Regions from separate parts of the Mus musculus genome. Here region 2 is linked to region 1. Evidence: chromatin contacts called from public Hi-C data. All regions are on one chromosome and are shown on one strand. The core of a region is the stretch at or near the end of the contact, and the rest is flanking DNA. Distances in the headings are between cores, read along the strand shown.

The links. A called contact is a pair of places that touch in the nucleus more often than the background predicts.
Region 2: a contact with region 1 is called in a Hi-C map of cerebral cortex, with 1.5 times the contacts expected there. A contact is called at or near these places in 4 of 39 promoter capture datasets (the HPC-7 cell line, cranial neural crest, neutrophils and 1 more), 1 of 484 Hi-C or Micro-C datasets (cerebral cortex) and 3 of 130 datasets of targeted methods (CD8 T cells, double positive thymocytes and embryonic stem cells).

Annotation. Positions count from the first base shown.
Region 1 is chr19:24,414,206-24,417,627 of GRCm38.p6, reverse strand. Pip5k1bos (phosphatidylinositol-4-phosphate 5-kinase, type 1 beta, opposite strand) reads right to left here and starts at 1,619. Exons shown (of 6, transcript NR_167769.1): 1 at 1,438-1,619. All of the region lies in intron 3 of Pip5k1b (phosphatidylinositol-4-phosphate 5-kinase, type 1 beta), which reads left to right.
Region 2 is chr19:24,450,918-24,454,339 of GRCm38.p6, reverse strand. All of the region lies in intron 1 of Pip5k1b (phosphatidylinositol-4-phosphate 5-kinase, type 1 beta), which reads left to right. Among named protein-coding and RNA genes, the nearest start is that of Fam122a, 25 kb to the left of the region's middle.

The sequences.
Region 1 (3,422 bases), core at 370-2,869:
GGTCTCTGCTCCTCAGATGCCTGCATGGCAGTCCCTACCCCAGGCTTGCTGGTGAGCGAAAAGAACTCTGTGTAGTTTATCTCCTGTTGGACACAGCCCCACTGTGTCCCTGTGCCCATGGAAGGAGGGTGGACAGGCAAGCAGAGCCAACGCACCACCAGAACATTTTTCAAGATCCAGAATCGGACCAAAGTGATGGGTTCTGTGCCCTGGGACTTGCTGTCACTTCAGCATTTGTGTCTCTCACTTGGCTTTGTGTAACAAGATGTCATTTAAAAAAACTGTGCAGTTTTCAAACATTGTTCTAATGAGCCTGTGACAGAGGACATTCCTTTGGTTCAGGGAACAGGACAGCAGGCATGCTGACGGTAGAGCAAGTATTCACGTGGCATTGTCACCCACAGAGAGAAATGACTTACTTAGTGTAGGCCCTGCAAGTTTTACACTTAAATGAAAATACGGTTCTCAACAGTGGGTGTTTAGCAGTGTCTATAGACATGTGGGAGTGTCCTATCAGGGGAAGAGGGGTGACTTGCTTAGAGCAAATGGAGGCCATACAGGACTCTCCCCCACAACCTAAAAGTATCCAGTCTAACATATCACTCGAGCCAAGAAAGAGAAACCCTCCTATGGAAGTTTTTGACTTAGCTAATTCTTGGCTTTAGAAGATTGTTCAGAGGACTGAGAAACAGACTAACCTAGGCATATCTGGTCTGGTACAGGTTAAGAAGAGTTCTGTAATCTTAACAGGGTGAATGGACAGGTACAAGGACCTCATTTGGAGATTGGGAGCCAATGAAAGCATTCTCTGTATGACTTGGCCTCTCCCTCAGGCCTCTGTTCTTAGTTATCAGAGTGGAAAGGCAGTTTCTCTTGGTTCTTTCCATCTGTGGGTTCAAGGCTTTAGGTATACTGGGGGTGTTGTTGCTGTTGTGTTTGAGGGAGAGGAGGGTGTCTTGAAATAGTTTCAAGAACCGGATTTGAAGAGATAAGAATAAACAGAACAAAGGGACTCTGTGCCATTGCCGTCGTCACACAAACAGCTGCAGGCAGCGAAGCTGTGCCAGGTGAGGGATTGGGTCTCAGCAAACTCCATCATCACCAAGGACACAGAGAAAGGAGAGGAGGGCCCAAGAGGACATACTGATTGGGAGGATGCCCTAAGCCTTCCTCTGGCTCTAAGCTCTGCTCAGGGGCAGCTGTCCTGGAAAGATTTGCATTTCCTTGTTCCTTTTTGAATCTTTGAAAGAAAATTTCCATATTGTGTGGGGTTCCCTGCCCCCAACACCAGGTGGTTACCTTTCATACAGACTGAACCATGTGGTACAGATGCACAAGCACTTCCAATCCTGTTCCTCGGTTAGGGCCCCCAGCCAAGATGGAACCCCTCCCATCACCACACCTCCTCCATTGGAGCCCAGCAGCTGTGGTGCTGACCTGCCTGGCAGCCCTAGTTGGTGGTGGTCTGCAGAAGCCAAGGCTGCTTGCGTTCACTTCTGTTCACATACTAGTTCATTCTCTCAAAAGCTCATTCGTTTACCCAACTGGATGGCAGAAGTTTCTCTCAAGCTAGATAACCAAATCAGGTGTGTGTTTAGTTCAGAAGCCTGCCTGTTGCTAAGCAACCATAGGTAGACTCTGGAGCCCGTATCAGATGCTAGGGCTGGAGCAAAGATTAAAGGATCCTATCCAGGCACAGGCTGTGTCTAACAAGGCCTAGAAGAAGGCAAGATGGAGGTGTGTGTGTGGGGCGGGGTGGGGTGGCAGGTTAGGCTATTTAAAGAGGCACAGAATGCACAGAACAGCAGCCACCATGGGGGATGTAGTGGGGAGTGAGCAGAACTTTTATACAAAGGCCCAAGGAACATGTCAGAAAATAGAACACAGGAATCTCCAGATTTTAACTCCTTGTTTGTGTGTATGCTGAATGCTTACTGCCATGGGACCTGCCCATGGAAGGAGCTCTACAGTCAGAATATGTATCCATAGCCTATAGACTCTGAGTGTTGAGATGATCCATCCAGCAGCTACCAAGTCGCTTACTGAATAAAGCGTATTCGTGGCTGAGGAGTGTTAATAGATTGCTTTGTTCTGTTAGTCCAACATGTCCTAGTTGCTGGGACGGTCGTCTGTATCCTTGGACTCTAATAAAATGACTGATTATGAACAGAAGTGTTCCTTGAAGTGGCTTGTATTTGGTGATTGAGTTCATGAGTGCTGAGCTAGCTCTGAACAAAGGCTGTGGTAAGATGGCCAGGAGATGACCACAGTTGGACAGAGCACACAGTCCGTAAAGGCCTGGACTATGGAAACATTCCGATTAACTGTGTACCTCAGGAAAGGTGGAGCAGCCATCCTGAAGGGAGCAGTTGATGATGGACCAGACTCTTCATTCTGTGCTATCACGGCAGGTCATGCATCTACTGGGACCACAAGGGATCCCATTCTGATGAGCCACTGGAAGCGGGTTTGTTAGGATCAAGTCTCAAGGGTCTACAAACAATCTCACATCCATCCAAGTGGTGATCACTGCCAGGGAAGAGTCCTAAATAGTTTGTTGGTAGCTCAGACATCTGTGGTCTTAAACAATTCCAAAAACAATTCAATACTGCTCTTTTGGAGCTCGGGGGGCGGGGTGCAGAAATCAGTGACGCCCCAGCCTTCCTTATATGGTAATGCTGGAGGTTGCAGGCATGGGAAGCGAAGTTGCTTCCCCCATTACTACCTGGGGATATGCCTAATCTGCTCCCCTTTCTTGATATCAGTATGACCTGGAAAGTTGTAACCCAAAGGAGGCATGGCACATTTGCTTTCTGTTGTATCTCTACTGGTGTAACTATGACCGAAGAGTGCTTCTACAGGCATGACTATAAATGGGGAGAAAATAGTAGATACAGAAAAAAAATGGTGGAATAAAAAACATTAAATCATATGAAATAAGTGGCTTTCAGTTCCTGACCATAAATGCTGGAAACAAAATGAAACCGGAAAGTATTCTTTCAGTAATTTGTATGTATAAGAAACCTTTCTGGTCATTAGCTTACTACCTTTGTTTTATAGAGGAAGAAACAAAACCCCTGGGTGTCAGGACCCTTTTTCAGCATCTCATGATTCTGCCCCATTGGCAGTCATAGCCCTTCTTGACTTTGACTTTATATTGCACAAACAGTCTTTATTCCTGTAGTGTGCAACATATCCATATGCTATATATGGTATCAGATATTTAGAGGTATGTTAAGATACATATTTATTCCCATTGAAAATTAAACCAAGAGGGATAAAATTCTTCACTGGTAGAGATTTGAGAGCGAAGGCAAAGCTGTTCTCCCTTCTAGCCCTGCTTCTCCATTGTTATTAATTTTCTCTTCATAGCTCATTTTCCTAGATCAAGAAGCTTGGGTGCCAATAAGTAGCCAATACAA
Region 2 (3,422 bases), core at 405-2,904, 37 kb before region 1:
GGTTCATTAGAAATTCTTTGGGGTCATGGACCAACTAACTATCTTTTATCGTAATCTTCTGGCCTGTGGGAGGCTATGCTGCTTTGCCTTTCTCAATAGAAGACAAACCCATCCTATAAGTACTTTGTAGACTGCATCAGGAGCAGAGCCAGGCAGAAGACCTGGTTATTTAACTCTAAGACCAAACATTTGTCTTCTGCTTATAACTGACTTTATATGCCTGTGGTTTGTCCTTGAGCAATTTCTGGGGCATGGACACTTAAGGGGGCATCAAAAGCAAAGTGTAGAAGGCAAAGAAATGAGAAGATACACCATACTATAAAGATTTGATACTTTGAAATCAGTCATTGGTCAAATGTCATATAAGAAGTGAATGCGAGAACATAGAAGAATTATATGGGAGGAGTCACCATTTGAGGTTTGTTGTGATTATCCCCCAGGGGGGACTGGGAAGATATTTTTTAAAGATATTTTAATGTTAATATATGCCTTTCCTACATGCCATGGCTTTATATGTATTTACTCTCCTGACTTTTCTTCCTCCATCTGGCATGCCAGCCAAGTGCGCACAAACACATTAGGTCTTTGTGTATTTAGGATTTAAAAGCGAGGTTGGGGAATATCCGGCTGTGGTGGTGTTTCCATGAGAGACCGAGCGCGATGCTGGTCAGAGGACAGCACATGACTCGTAGCTGTTTGTGCCAGCAAGTTTCTTCTGTCGGTTGCTTGTGGTGAAACGGCTTTGAAAGGGCTTATGAATTCTTTCGGCATAACCTTTGTTGGGAAAATGAATTACAAGTGGTTCGTTTTATGCCGAGCCTTTTGTTATCACCATTTAAAGCCATCCTGTTTGTTCACTTTGTGAGAGCTATTCTGCGGGCTGATGAATGTGTTTTATGAGAGAATAGAAGAGCCTGCAATTTGTTTTGATTGATCTTCATTTGGATTCAAAGAGAGCAGGTGCTGCCGTTTGGAATTGGTTTTGGCAGTGGCTCGGTTATATAAATATTAGAAATACAGACCAAAGCTTCTTTTAAATTATCTTTCTCCATAATGTAGGAGAGCTTTACGTTGAGTATTAAACCCTGTGGTTCTATTTTTACAACTTCTCATATAAACATGTTACATACCATATGTTTGAACATATGTATGTATATGTGGGCTCCATTGTGCAGATGTATAGCATGCAGATTTTCCATACTTCTTTAAAAGTGTATGCAGATATTATTCTCTCTCTTTTTTATTATTCACTTAAAAAATCTAAGAATGTGATTTCTGAATATAACAAGACGCTTTATTTTTTTTCTTCTAGTCTGAAAAGTGTAGACAGTTCTAGCTTTAGAAATTATGTCAAGGGTTGTTTTCAGTTGAGTGTGGTTTTTGTTGCTAATCTTTAAGCCTTCGAGAGTGACCCATTGGAGTTTTAAATCTTTTTTTCCCTGCTTTTCTGCATCTTTGTTATTGTTGTTTGTTCCCAAAAGCCCCATTGAGGGCTGCTGTGCCTCTCCTCAAACACATGGGGCAGATTATGGAAGTACTCCCTTTCCAGCTAGACTATGTACTTGCCCACATAGCTGCTCTCATCTTGTCCTCTGCAAACCGCCTTTGTTCAATGTCTGTGCTCCTCAGATAAGCAAATGGAACGTTCTGTGACACCCCCCCCCCTAGACTGGACTGACCCAGTTCCTCCTGCAAAAATCCAGAGCAGAGCTCATGGCTCACTGTGTCTGAGCTGTCTGCATTCCTCTCTCCCTCCCTCCCTCTCTCCTTCCATCCCACTGTGGTGATTTCCTAGTGAATTAGGCCCTGTCTTTGTCCTTATGGCCCCAGAGCCAGGCTCACTACCTGACATGTGATACTCATTAAACGTTTATTGAAAGAATGGGATTATTTGTTGTTTTCATAATGAACACGAAAAGAGAATGATTAAAATAAAAAATGATTAGCAGTGACATCCACACATACTCTGTCTGCTTTCTGTTTTGAGGAATTTCGGAAATGTGGATGTACATACAGCCTGAATGGCGTGAGAACATTTAAATATTGCTATCTTATGGAAGCTCAGTTTCCAGAGGGCAGGAACACTGGGAGGATTAAATCCCTGATATCCCCTTCTCACTCCAATCAGGATCGAAGTGAGGCTATTATCAGAGGAGCCTGGCAATGCCACCAAACCAGAACTCCCTACCGGGTCAGCACAACTCATGGTAGGAGAGAAGGGGATGAGAACCAGAGGTCACAGAGGGTCAGCCGCAGAGATGGACAAAACCCTGACTATAAAGCCTAGCTCACCCTTAGTCTTAGTCTCACTTCCTTGGTGTCTAATGAGCTGTTTGTACTTGTCCTTAGAATCCTTCACCTCTTGTATATTTTTGCTGACCTACTTAGATAATTAGCCTCTTTCCCCATCATTTGACCTTGCCTCAAACCCAACTATGGCAGATTAAAAAGAGCGAAAGATGTGGACCTAGCTAGGAATTGGGGGTTGTAGGCTTCCTCATGTAGTACTCCAGCATGGCCCCTAGGTACAATGCAACATCTAAAACCTTCAGTAGCTTTAAACCAGCTCCCCTTCCACCTTGGAAATTAAGAACGCCCTCTAGGTTCAGACTCAGTAATGCAGAACACGGTTTACATGAAATAATTATGTAAACTAACTGTAGGCTAACCTTTCAGATGCATTTATGGATTTAGAAATGCAGTGTAACTTTTATTAGTCTTTGGGTTGTTTCCTTTGGGGAGTAGAAGGCAGGGTGTTACCATGCTATAAAGAACATAAGATTTGAAGTCAAATGACTCGGAGGAGCCAGGTCTCAGCTCTGCCCACTCTAACCTGGGCTTCAGGCAAACTGCCCAAGGTCATGGCCCCTCTTCCTGTTACACCTGGGCTGCAAGGGCAACAGTGGAGCTCAGCAAATTGGTTGTGAGCCACTGAAGTTCTTTTTTTTTTTTTTTTTTTTTTTTTTTTTTTTTTTTTGGTTTTTCGAGACAGGGTTTCTCTGTGTAGCCCTGGCTATCCTGGAACTCACTTTGTAGCCCAGGCTAGCCTCAAACTCAGAAATCCACCTGCCTCTGCCTCCCAAGTGCTGGGATTAAAGGTGTGCGCCACCACTGCCCTGCACCACTGAAGTTCTTACCATAAAAATGGTAAGAATGCATTGCCAGCCTCTCACGCTCCACCTTTCCACTGAGAGCCACAGTTCTTATGGCTCACCACCTCGTGTCTACCTTCCGGCTTTCATTTTCCTTTCAGTTTTGTTCTTTGTCCTGGCTCGCCCAGCCCCAGTCGTTCCTCACTCTGGATCATCTCTGAAGTGGACCTAGCTGGGAATTCACAGGGGATTCACCTGCCTAGCTCAGGGACTCCGTGGTTTAGCAGGCTGGCCCTTGGGAGCCCCAACTGTAGTCTAACTTCTGCATTC